Regions from separate parts of the Mus musculus genome. Here regions 1 and 3 are each linked to region 2. Evidence: chromatin contacts called from public Hi-C data. All regions are on one chromosome and are shown on one strand. Each heading gives the region's core, a stretch centred on a gene start, on an enhancer-like site or on the middle of the called end of the contact. The rest is flanking DNA. Distances are from core to core; before and after follow the strand shown.

Region 1 (4,090 bases), core at 163-2,662, 710 kb before region 2:
TTAGAACCAGGTCCCTCATAGTTCATGCTTTAATTTAAACTAAAAAAAAAAAAATAATAGAAGTCTATTTTAAGTGATTACAGATTAAACAATTCACCTACCATCTGATTTTGTCTGTAAATTTGCTCAGCAAATCCTTTCTCCATAAAGGGAAGAAAAGAAATTTCCTAAGAAGCACTGATTCGAATGAGGACTTACAGAGCTGTGCTTAAAAGACTCTGGTATCCCCGTCCTTGCTAATTTCAGTTTACTTTGTGACCTTGAGCAATCATTTCTCTTCAGTGGACCTCGGGTTCTGCACTTGTGAAACATCAGGTTGGGACCTTCCCTTTAGTCCTGTGAAGAAGGAAGAGAAGCCTTGGTGTCAGCAGTGAACCTGCTAAAAGGCAAATTCTCAGGCTACTTCTAGACTTCCTGCTTCACAAACCCTGGGTGACAGACATCCAGCAATCTGCGTTTTAAAATCTTACAGGAGATTGCCATGGTAGAGCTGACAATCTACTGGACTAAAGAAATGAAAAGTTTCTAAGTCTCTGTCATCTTGGGGTCTTTGAATTAAAAACAAACAAACAACCAAAAAACCAAAAACAAACAAACAACCCAAAAGTACCCTCTGTTTTTTAATGGGAAGAAGAGCTGGCTTGGATAAGCTGTTTGAAAAAAAATCTTGGAGGAGAGAGTAGCCTCCCCTAACCAATGACTACAGATCCCATGGGGAGAGAGTCCTGGGAATGTGTACCCGGGCCACCTGGAAAGGAAGCAGGGACGATATGGAAGGATTCTCCCCTGGTGTTTAGAGATGGGAAAAGGCAGGTTGAAGGCAGATTGATAATGTCTTCATCTGGAACAGCTTGGCATACATCATGTTTACAAATAGAAGTGATGTGTGATTTTAGTATTAGAAATAGGGTTTTCCAATGATGTGAAAACTCCCATAAGCTATTGTCTGTACTGTATGTATGTATGTATGTATGTATGTATGTATGTATGTATGTATGTATGCATGCATGTATATACATATGTACGTACGTACGTATGTATGTATGTATGTACATATGTACGTATGTAGGTATGTACGTATGTACGTATGTACGTATGTACGTATGTACGTATGTACGCATGTACGTACGTACGTATGTATGTATGTATGTATGTATGTATGTATGTAACCTGTCTTTATAGATGAGGAAATGGATAAACCATGTGGTAGTAAAGTAAGACAAGGCCAAAGAAGAGAAAGTTCCACGGTCACCAAGGCCATGAGGCATTTTCTGTCTCAAGCACCCCTGGGGGCCCAGGATTTTTTTTCTCAAGAAAGGAGCCCCTTCTAACCCTAGTGGAGCCTGCTTAGACTCAGAAGCAGTAACGGTGGAAGCTGGAGGATTGGTGCTGGGCAAGAGGTAGAGGACAATAAGGAATTTTATCGCCATCTAGTGGCACTAGAGAAAAGGCACGCAGCGTCAGCACCAAAGCTGAGGAAGGCTAGCACTGAAGCATCTTGCTTAAAAGAAAGCTGTTAATCTGATTGAATTGCTATTCCCAGGGATTTAGGTACCAGGTCCCCTCCCCAAGCTCCTCATCAAGGCTAAGCACGAAGTGACTAGCCTTGATAGTAATGACACAATTTAGTGGACAGGAGGCTGCTATTGGCTCAAAGAATCTTGAACACATTAATTCATTTTAATTCAAATGAGCTCTACAATTTGCATGTGGAATAGCACTTCCCATCCACAAATTAATCCTCAGTGGGAAGGTCATTCAATGGATGCAAAACTGAAGAGCAGAGGACATGGCAAAGGGTCACAGAGAGCAAATGACAAGGAAAACACAGCAGTTTCCAAACTGATCTGTTCCTAATGCCACACCCGTGTTCTGCAGGAATTCTTATCGACAATCTGGGAAATACAGCGCACGAGACCCACAAGTCCATCCCTTCAGTGAGCACAACCTGAATCCTAGGATTTCACAGTTTTCAGATGCCAAGTTCCAACCCTCTCTGCTTTTCACCATGAGGGAATAACCAGGGAAATTGTTCTTTTCCTTAAGAGTTGTTCTATTTCCTTTAGAGTTTCCATACTAATCAGGCACTTAGGTCTCACGGAGGTGTTAGTTAGAAAAGAGGTCGGTACCATGATAGGAAGTGATGGGCTGGGACGGTTGCAAAAAACTGAACATACTTAAGTTTCACAAGTGAATATGGATAAGTTCGAGGTTTTCTGCTCTTATGTGAGACTTGTGGAACACAATGACAGAATGCCTTTTTTTTCATTTTGAGGCATCCAATGTGTTTTCCAACAATCTAAAAAAGCAAACTGTTACATTTTTACTCAATAGTTTTTTTTTTTTTTCATTGCACAGTCACAAGAGAGAGAAAAAGACAAAGGAAAAGCAAAAAACCTCTAACCATCAGGAAACTACAAGCCAGATAATTTGATACTTTCCAAGTCTTTTCTAACAGTCAGCCAGGACAACTGATGCCTCCATGAATGTGTGGAGAAGATACATGTCCTGGAGAAAGTGCAACATTCCTTAAGACCTATTTGAATAGTGATTTCCTATCTTCTTAGACCCCAAACACTTTAATTCTCTACCACACCACTCATTGTTCTTTGCTTTTTCCTTTTTACTTCATAGGCATAATATGCTTAAACTAATAACCATATTTAACCATCAGTTATTTATTATTCACTATTTCATTTGGAATATGGTCGAGAATACAGAAATATTGATTCTGATACTGTTCCAGTAGTGGACTTAGGGCAAAGCATAGAATCAGTAGAGACTTTATCCCTGCTAGCCTGGAGTCAATACAGGAGGATATCAGACTAAATGTGTTGTCAGTTCAGTTAAGGAAGAGATGAAACCAAAGTTTGGATGATAAAAGAGAGCCATTTACATGAACAGTGGTAGATGAGCACACTGGACAACCACATGAAAACAAGTACTGTTATATGACATCACACAAAATTTAAGATGGATTGTAAATCCAATACTTAAAAAGACTCTATAGAATGTATTTTTAATCTCATTCAATGAAACTCTTTAACCTGAACACTGAGTGCTCAAAATGTAATGAAAATTAAATTAAGCAAATTTATCTATGCTGAAATTGAGACAGGGCAATGAAAGACATTGGCACTGTAGAAAAGGATGAATCCTAGGGTTTAAGAAGACATTCAAAATAAGGCATTCACTTCAAGCATGAGTCAAAACCACTGTAGAACAATGCCAAAACCAGAAAGGCCAGCAGAAACAATGGGCAGAAGGAGATTAAAATCAAGGAAGGTAGGGAACACTCACAAAAATTAATACAAATAAAACCATTTTTGAGATCATCCCTTATTAAACTGATGCAAAACACATGACATATTGATACATGCACACCTATGTACATCATCCATTATGAAGATCCGGTACAGTATCCATCACTACTGATACACTGTAGATTACCAGAGACACTTCAGCATTGCTTTCTGGAACTCTTCATAAGCAACTGTCCCTATAAAACTGCAATTCTGTTGTCGATTTTGCATCCACAATGCAGATGTGAATAGTGACAGAGAGGTATAAGAATACTCTCAGGACTGCTATTAGCAGTAGCAGTTTTCAATGTCATCATTTCTATTAGAATTAGCAATAGTATTCATAATAGCCACAAATTATTGTTAAAAAGTTACACTCACAAAAGAGAAGAAGAAACCATTACTTGTGAAACATACATAATAAGAGATTTAGGAATGAAAAAAAATTATCAACATATTAAACAACCTGAAAAACTCCACAAGCAAAATAAGCAGTGTAATAAATAGAATATTTAAGTATCATTGCTTTGGTTCTAGAAAGAAATCGAACAAATGTAAGCAGATTTTGACAGTATTAAAGTGAATTGGGATGGACAGTGAACTGCTCAACAGAATAAAAAATGGTCTTGGGTTGAACATGAGATTGCTGTGTGCTGATAACAATTTCTTTCCCCCTTGCCTGGTGGCAACTATCTTTGTGAAAACTCATCATTTGTGCTTCCAGGGTGATGTACATTTTCTCAGTATAAGTAAACATCGTTTAAAAAAAGCTAAGGATAAATATATAT
Region 2 (3,991 bases), core at 889-3,388:
TTAAGTTTATAACTACCTTGTAGGGGTGCCGCAAGAATTCAATTTTGTAATGCAGATAGATGTCATTGTTTTATAAAGCTTAACAGCTAGTACCAAAGTAAATTACTATTTTTATTCTTATTGCTGTTGTCTTCATGTAAACTAGGCTCACAAAGATTATTGGATTAGCAAAACCAGTTGTGACTGCCTACCTGGTGTCTTTGGAGAGGCCCCAACTTTAAAGGCAATCAATATATCCTTCTCTCCGAGAACACAAAGGAAACACTGAATAGATATTTATTGTCTTCCAGCAATAATTGATTAGAGGATGGGAGTTGTTTTGTCGATCTTCCATCACAGTCCTTGAATAAAAGGTTAGTAAATAATTATGGTAACAAAAAAATCATAACACATTCTCCCTCAAATCCCACCCACACAGTCTCTCCAGCATGCATGTCTTTGAAAATAGTCTTTACAAATATGAATATGTGGGAAAATGTTTCTTAGTCGCATCATAAGTAAGAAATAGAAAAAATCAAATAGAGATTACTACCTTGTCTCCCTATACTGGGGGACAATATATGGCATGAAAGAAGGGATAAGGCCACAGGTAGCTAAGGGGAGAGAGTAGAAAGAGACAACCCATGCCTGGAATGTCTAAGCCAGTGGAACATTTGAACAGTCCTTTCTGTCATCATGTAAGATTAAGAACACAAAGTAATTTCATCCAAATACTAAAGATATAAAGGAATGGGGAATTTGACTGGGAGTGTTTAGAAATAATGATTTCTGGAAATCAATTGTGACTTAAAATTTGAGTTCTGTCTTTGTAAAATAAAATGGAAAACGGGCACAATTTATGCTTACGTGAATGCGCATAGAAACAAAAAAAAATGCACACACACACACACACACACACACACACACACACACATACACACACACACACACACACCATCTCTTCTTCAGCACCACCATCTTCTGGTCATGGACCTTATGTTTTCCTCTCCAGATATGGAACGTAGATTCTTGCTTAGAAATTTCCTGATGAAGGATGGCTATCTAATCAGCATCACTCCCCTCTAGGACTGCTTCCCATAGTATTTTTAACACCTCATGCACATACCACAGGCACACTCAAAGCAAGGATTCTCCTGCACTCGTTCTTTCTCTTCTTGGAAGACTTATCATTTCTCAGCCTAACCTCTTTCTGTTCCACATAGTTTGTGTTTTGGAGCAATAGAACTATGATAGAAACTGAGGTGATCTCTTGCAAGAGGATGGGAACTGGACAGTGAGACACATACATGTATACAGCATCACAGGAGCTGACCCAATGTGCATAATACTCATGTACACATGATCAAATATGTGTATGTGTATAATCATGCTCATACATACAGAACACACAGAAGCATGAGTCAGAATCACACATGAGCATAATCCAAACACACATGCACACAGTAATTCTATATGTGCTTAATCTATACAGACATCCAGGCCCGCTTAATGACATATGATCATAGGCAAGATGCAACTATGCACACCCAGTCTCACATGCACATACTCAATGCACACATTACTGCACATAAAATAACACGTTTAGCATAACTACACACATAATGCATACATATACAATCTCTCGTTTGCCCAGACACAAAGGCTCCTCAAAAATTTTACAGTTGAGCAGAACACTGAGGAGGTGGCATGTATGGCTGGGCATTGGACTGGTGTCCCTTCCCACTCTTCACCTTTTCTTACAGGTGCACACAACAGCACCCAAACATTTATCCCTCCAACTAACACATTGGATAACAAGCTTCAAGCAACTGTTTCTTAAGCATAGACATAATCCAGACAGAAAGAAAACAGGGACACAGGAGGACAGAAACATAAACATCCTCTTACATGTTTAAAGTAAGTATAATTTAGAATGTTCATTGCTTCATCAGCTACACCTTGAGAAGAATTTTGAGTCAAGCAGAGCTACAGAATGACAGCACCTGTGTTTGATCTAAGGTTATCTGCTTGTGGCCCCTCAAGTAACTATGGCCTGTGGTCTGGAGAATCTTTACTTTCTGGTTCGCCTAAAGCATGCTTCATAAATACATTCTTCTCAACCCTTTTTGTGGCCCTGCATCTCCATCATGTGGGAAGAACTGGCACTGCACCCCACTTAAGCGTTCAGGAAAACTGAAGCTTAAACTGACAAGAGAGAACAGGACTTGACAGATCACGGATGGCATCTTCCCTGTTCCTAGTGATGGCACGGAGGACAAATATATTTAGGGGCTTTTATCACATATTTAATCCTTATAGCACCCTTTTGTAGAATGCTTCTATCTTCTATTTTAAGAAAGATACTGATGAAGAATCATGTCCTTTACCCAGATGCAGTTAACCTTTCTGACTTCCAAATCCCTTTCATTTTATTTATTTCACTTGTAGCACCTACTGAAATTATAAAATATGTGGAAATAATGCTCCTAGACTAACATATGGTACTTCTAAGTAGCAGTGAGTTTTTAAAATGTATTTTGAAGACAGCAAAAGCACAAAAAAATATTCACTATTTCCTTACCAAGTCTGATTTTCCTGCCTGAGTAACCTCTTCCCGGGTCTCCCATGTTTCATATCTATATCAGAACTATAGCTTTACCAATCCGAACTATGTGTCCTGGAGTAAAACACAGTCACTTTTGGGTTTTACCTAGTTGAATAAAGAGAATATTGTATTGCATCTAAGGTCTGATTAGCCCCCAACATGTGCTGAAAAACAGCGTCTCTCTAAGAATCCTCCAACCCTACATCACCAGATTCATTCTGCTTATAGACTGAGTAGCTACTGAGTTCTTAGCCTCTCTGACACACAAACAGCCATTGTTAAGACCATATAGCCCAGACAGTATAACCTACTCAAAGAGATCATTTCTGTAATATACACTCATTCCATCTTTTCAATTCTTCAGAGAATTCTAGTTAGTATTATTATGACTTGTTATGCTAGTGACTCTGGAGGTCCTGAGTAGTAAGATAGATCAGCGTTGCAATCATTCCCATTTACACTAAGATGCGTAACGTGAATATGCACTCAGTAAGTATGCAAGTCCATCATGATACGAAGTGTAAACAAAGCATGTTTTATTAAGAAAGTAGTATGGTCAGAGAATACATGTGCATTGAAAATACCCAGGAGTCAAATTATGAATCACATTTTGGTTTCTCTCAGGTAAACATGCTATAATTTGTTTAAACATGTAAATCAGGGGCTGGTGACGTTACCTAGGCTGTGGGTCACCTTTTAAGACAGAATTCCCAATGGAGGATGTTACATTAGCCAAGAGAAGACATATTTAAATAAACAAAATGGTAGCATTTGGAAGGGACAAAAGACAATATAGTGAAAACATTTCAAATCAGGCATGAACAGTAAGCAAGGCATAATGGATTGTCAGCAGTAGACCCCCTAGCCTGGCTTCAGAAGTCTCTCACAAACTATAATCTCAGCATCTGAAAATTCATCTTGCCACAGTGGCAAGATGTGAAAGCCTAAGCAGAATGCCCTTATGGTTGGTCACTTCCTATTATATAGTTCATTATAACAGAGACTAGTTTAACCCTGTTATAATTTTCACATTTTTCACAGATGCACACAATGAAAAAGTCCATGTCCTGGAAGGCCACTTTCTATGTACAATAATGGTTGAAACATGCTGTATGTGTGCAGTAAGTCATTCATTACAGTAACCACTGGTAATATCTTATACCCTTAGTAGCTCTAGACCTTCTACAATATGCTAGGATGTATCTACTCCCAATGGAGCCATTTGAATTATTATTACACTAGAAGTGTACAGTCAAGCAGAAGCTGGAAGGCTTTGCTTGCCACAGTGATGTTCAGAGTCTCAAGTGAAACAGTCACCACAAAGTCTTTAGAGTTAGTCAACACAAGGCTGGGAGTCATCATACTAATTACTGGCTTATGCATCCCTTCTGTGTATATTTTCCTGAT
Region 3 (4,314 bases), core at 1,451-3,950, 820 kb before region 2:
ACATGTATCAAAAGATGACCTAGTCGGCCATCACTGGAAAGAGAGGCCCATTGGACTTGCAAACTTTATATACCCCAGTACAGGGGAACGCCAGGGCCAAAAAGTGGGAGTGGGTGGGTAGGGGATGGGGGGTAGGGTATGGGGGACTTTTGGGATAGCATTGGAAATGTAAATAAGGAAAATACCTAATAAAAATAGTAGTTTTTCCTATAAAAATCAAGAACATTTACTATAAATATATCACATGAAATGAGGGGGAAAAAAAGAAGAAAAAAAAAAGAAGTTTGAATTAGCAATTACACAATACTATCATGGCCACTGTAATTAAAATATCAATTTAGTATTCATATTATTTATTCACTTCCAAGAAATACACAAAATTTCCACACAAGTATACACATACACACACACACACACACATACATACACACACACACACCATTTTTTTTCCATTTTTTATTAGGTATTTAGCTCATTTACATTTCCAATGCTATACCAAAAGTCCCCCATACCCACCCACCCGCACTCCCCTACCCACCCACTCCCCCGTTTTGGCCCTGGCGTTCCCCTGTACTGGGGCATATAAAGTTTGCATGTCCAATGGGCCTCTCTTTCCAGTGATGGCCGACTAGGCCATCTTTTGATACATATGCAGCTAGAGTCAAGAGCTCTGGGGTACTGGTTAGTTCATAATGTTGTTCCCCCTATAGGGTTGCAGATCCCTTTAGCTCCTTGGGTACTTTCTCTAGCTCCTCCATTGGGAGCCCTGTGATCCATCCATTAGCTGACTGTGAGCATCCACTTCTGTGTTTGCTAGGCCCCAGCATAGTCTCACAAGAGACAGCTACATCTGGGTCCTTTCGATAAAATCTTGCTAGTGTATGCAATGGTGTCAGCGTTTAGATGCTGATTATGGGGTGGATCCCTGGATATGGCAGTCTCTACATGGTCCATCCTTTCATCTCAGCTCCAAACTTTGTCTCTGTAACTCCTCCAATGGGACACCATTTATCTTTGTCTATTTATTAATCTGTTTATTTCTTTTCAGAGGTGAGAGATCTTCATAAAGTCATTGCATGTAAGTAGGTAGAAAATATTCTTGAAGTCACTTTAATTATAATACAAGTGTACAATAATTGTTTCTAATGCTTGTTTTATGCATTTATTTTCAGAATGAAGTTTTTAAGAATATAATTTGTTATGCCTGATATTGTTTCTGTTAAGTCTGTAAAGTGATGTGCTTTAGAAATTTGTATGTGAATACCTTTTTCCACCTGTGAATTTTTCAAGAAATTCTTGAAAAAAAATCCATATTCTTGTTTTAGTTCATAGATCTCTGTTTTGGCCATGTGGGTTGACTTTGATGATAGCAGTCTCAAGGGTCATAGAAAAGAAAGCATTGTCCATGTCTGGCATTTAAACTCTCAGTAGAAAATAACTTTGTATTGTTGAGGCCACTGCCAGCGTCCATCTACTCTGTGCTTATAGCCGAGATGTGGTACTGCTACTTTCTCTTTAGCCCTCACTTCTTGTATAATAGGCAGTGAAAGCAAGATCACTCACATGGTATTGGTGCCCAGTCTCCTCCCTTAGTGCTCAAGGCCTCTGAAGTTAGGCCCTTAGTAAGTTTTCAGTTTCAGGATAATAAAATATAGAATGGGTCTCCAAACTTTCTTCTGTCAGATACATCAGAGTAGACCTCCTTGAATTTTTTTATCTGGTTCCAAAATAAATAAATAAATAAATAAATAAATAAATAAATAAATAAATAAAGCAAGCTCACATTTAGTTTCCCATGTTCTCTAGTAAGTGCTGAATGCAGTATGATCGCCTAGATTAAGGTTGACACGGGCATATGAGAAATTAATTTAGTTGTCACAATTTTATAATACCTCTTGCTTAAGAATTTCATTGGGAAATTTCAGTAATATTTCAAATTAAACCTGAAGGTTCACAATCTTTCTCATCTGATTTTGCCTAATGTCCTTTTATCTTTTCTGGATTCCCTTCTCTCACTCTCCCTCCTATTTGTGGATCCCTACATTCATAAACAAATCTCTCTTTTACCTGTTCATTGTCTTGTCTTCTATACAATACTCTCTTCCATCAGATAATTTGCTGTGGTCAGACAGCCATCTTCTCATTTTGTCATTGGGCTTTTTACTTCAAACTTGAAAACTAATTTTGGATAGCTTTGAACCGCATTGTATCTTAATATCTTTGCCAAATACATAATTAAATGTACTTACATAGGTTGTGTATGCTTTCCTGCCTCCATTGGATTGTAAATCCCTCCAGAGATTGGATAGTGATGTATATGATATCTACCCAGATACACATTCATAACATAGTTAGGAACATATTGGATACTCACATATTCATCTGATTTGTATGTAAAATGGCACAGTGTTTACACCTTGGAAGTTGCGACACACAGAACCTAATGCTACCAGTGATTCTGTGAGGGTGATAAACTTAGGTGACGATGACTTCAAATACTAATCACACTACATCAATATTATTGTGACTTCCTTGATTTCCATCCTTAACTTGTTGTCCTAAGTCCCCATAGTTTCTACTCACTACTGTCAAAATGTCCAGGAATGCAGGGGCAGATTCAGAAATGTTGTGAAATGCAGCCACACCGTGTTTAACAAACAACATAACAAAGGCATCTGTCACAACGCATCGCCTTCTGTTCCTGGGAGACTTCTGCCAGCACAGTGGCATGCTCACTGCCTTTTCTCTTCCTCTCTGCTCATTCTCTCTAATTAAACGTGGCATTCTCTTTCCATCACACCATGAAAAGGGCCCTCATTTTGGCAGGGAAATGGGGGAAGATTGGCTAGGGAATAAATCATGCCACAAGCAATGTTTCCTCCTCAGATAGAGAATTTGGGCCAGGTCACCTCTATGAATTGATTTACAGGGATTGAAAAAAATCCACATAAGCCCCTCTGAGTGACAGGCAAGCAAAAATAAAATAAGGAAAGAAAACATCTCTATTTTTGCACTCTGGTCATTAAAGCCTTAAATCCTTAGAGCTATGTGCTATAACCTCATCCATGCAATTCTTACTTCCCTTTACATCTACATTTTGTTCTTCAGTTTTTTTTTTTTCAGAAACAGAGCTAATTCTAATACTGTGTTTTATGGCTTCTTTACGCCCCAAGTTTATGTGGCTTCACCCCTTGGAATATAAACTCAAGTGTAATCACATTGACAATAGCAGCTTCTTAGAGTCTGTGCTTATGGTGCAGGGGGAACTGTGCCAAATGGTTTTAAGCATGTATCTCATGTAATGTTCACAGTGATCTTTGAAGGATATGGTATTTTTCCCATCTGTGATAAAGAAAATAAATAGTTTTTAAAAGATGGGAAATAAAGTCAGATTAAAATAGATTGCATGTCTTGTGTCTGGTGATAGGGATGAGACTTACGGATCTTGTTATAAACATGCAAACAAACAAGCATGTAATTACTCGTCAGTCCTCCTTTACCTATACATTTTCTGTGCTGCATGGTAAATTGCTGAAGCCTGAAACTTCTTACTTTAGAAAATCAGCTTGGCTTTCTATATGCAGAATTTTTTTCCTCTTGATTGTTGTCCTCAGTTTTCTTTTCTGAAAACTCAGATAAGCTCACTGCACCCAGAGAAGAACACCATCCTTCAGACATCTGTCCTTGCTGTCTGACAGTGTAATGATTTTTCAGCTGGCAAACTGTTATCCTTAAGATGTGCACTGCATTAAGGTAAAGATAATAACATCAAAATCGACTTGCAAGTTCAAATTACTTTGTGTTTTTAAGTGTTTATTTATTATTTTGTCTGCAAGAAAGTCTTGTCTGAATGTTTATATACATATCACATGGGTGCTTGCTGTCTCTGGAGGTAAGAAGAGGGTGTAAGATCCTCTGAACTAGAATTACATTAGGATGTAGGACACACGGTGGGTACTGGAAACAAATTCCAGTCCTTGCTGAAAGAAACAATTAGTCCTTACTAGAGATCCAGCTCTCTAAACCCTTACATTACTAGTGGCATTTAAAATATACTGATACATACACTTTATCTCATCATACTCAGTGACTGCATAGTATTTCCCTCCCTTCCCACAAATGCAGAGTCACTTACATATCACCAGAAATGTAGAAGGCTTAACGCTTCTGACAATGATCTTTAAACTTTGCTTTGCTATTAATCAATTTGTTAACTCACCAAATGTTTCCTGAGCATCTATTTAGTTCTATAATCCACAAATTACGGATTTGGTAGTAAAAGGCTTAGATTTAACTTTTTTTTTTAAATTGGTT

What was found. A called contact is a pair of places that touch in the nucleus more often than the background predicts.
Region 1: a Hi-C map of cerebellum shows a contact between it and region 2, with 3 times the contacts expected there. The contact joins two enhancer-like sites. A contact is called at or near these places in 2 of 15 datasets of contacts at CTCF or cohesin (large pre-B cells and pro-B cells), 18 of 484 Hi-C or Micro-C datasets (the HPC-5 cell line, the NIH/3T3 cell line, adipose-derived mesenchymal stem cells and 10 more) and 1 of 115 datasets of contacts at active chromatin or transcription factors (fibro-adipogenic progenitors).
Region 3: a Hi-C map of cerebellar granule neurons shows a contact between it and region 2, with 4 times the contacts expected there. The contact joins two enhancer-like sites. A contact is called at or near these places in 1 of 15 datasets of contacts at CTCF or cohesin (pro-B cells) and 3 of 484 Hi-C or Micro-C datasets (cerebellar granule neurons and cerebellum).

Annotation. Positions count from the first base shown.
Region 1 is chr4:67,474,928-67,479,017 of GRCm38.p6, reverse strand. No RefSeq gene overlaps it. Among named protein-coding and RNA genes, the nearest start is that of Tlr4, 650 kb to the right of the region's middle. Within about 2 kb of position 1,412, at least 3 of the 459 cell types and tissues checked have an H3K27ac peak or open chromatin away from gene starts, as enhancers often do. A contact at or near this core is called in cerebellar granule neurons and cerebellum, where this site is marked.
Region 2 is chr4:66,767,063-66,771,053 of GRCm38.p6, reverse strand. No RefSeq gene overlaps it. Among named protein-coding and RNA genes, the nearest start is that of Tlr4, 58 kb to the left of the region's middle. Within about 2 kb of position 2,138, at least 26 of the 459 cell types and tissues checked have an H3K27ac peak or open chromatin away from gene starts, as enhancers often do. A contact at or near this core is called in cerebellar granule neurons and cerebellum, where this site is marked.
Region 3 is chr4:67,588,612-67,592,925 of GRCm38.p6, reverse strand. No RefSeq gene overlaps it. Among named protein-coding and RNA genes, the nearest start is that of Gm23738, 590 kb to the left of the region's middle. Within about 2 kb of position 2,700, at least 9 of the 459 cell types and tissues checked have an H3K27ac peak or open chromatin away from gene starts, as enhancers often do. A contact at or near this core is called in cerebellar granule neurons and cerebellum, where this site is marked.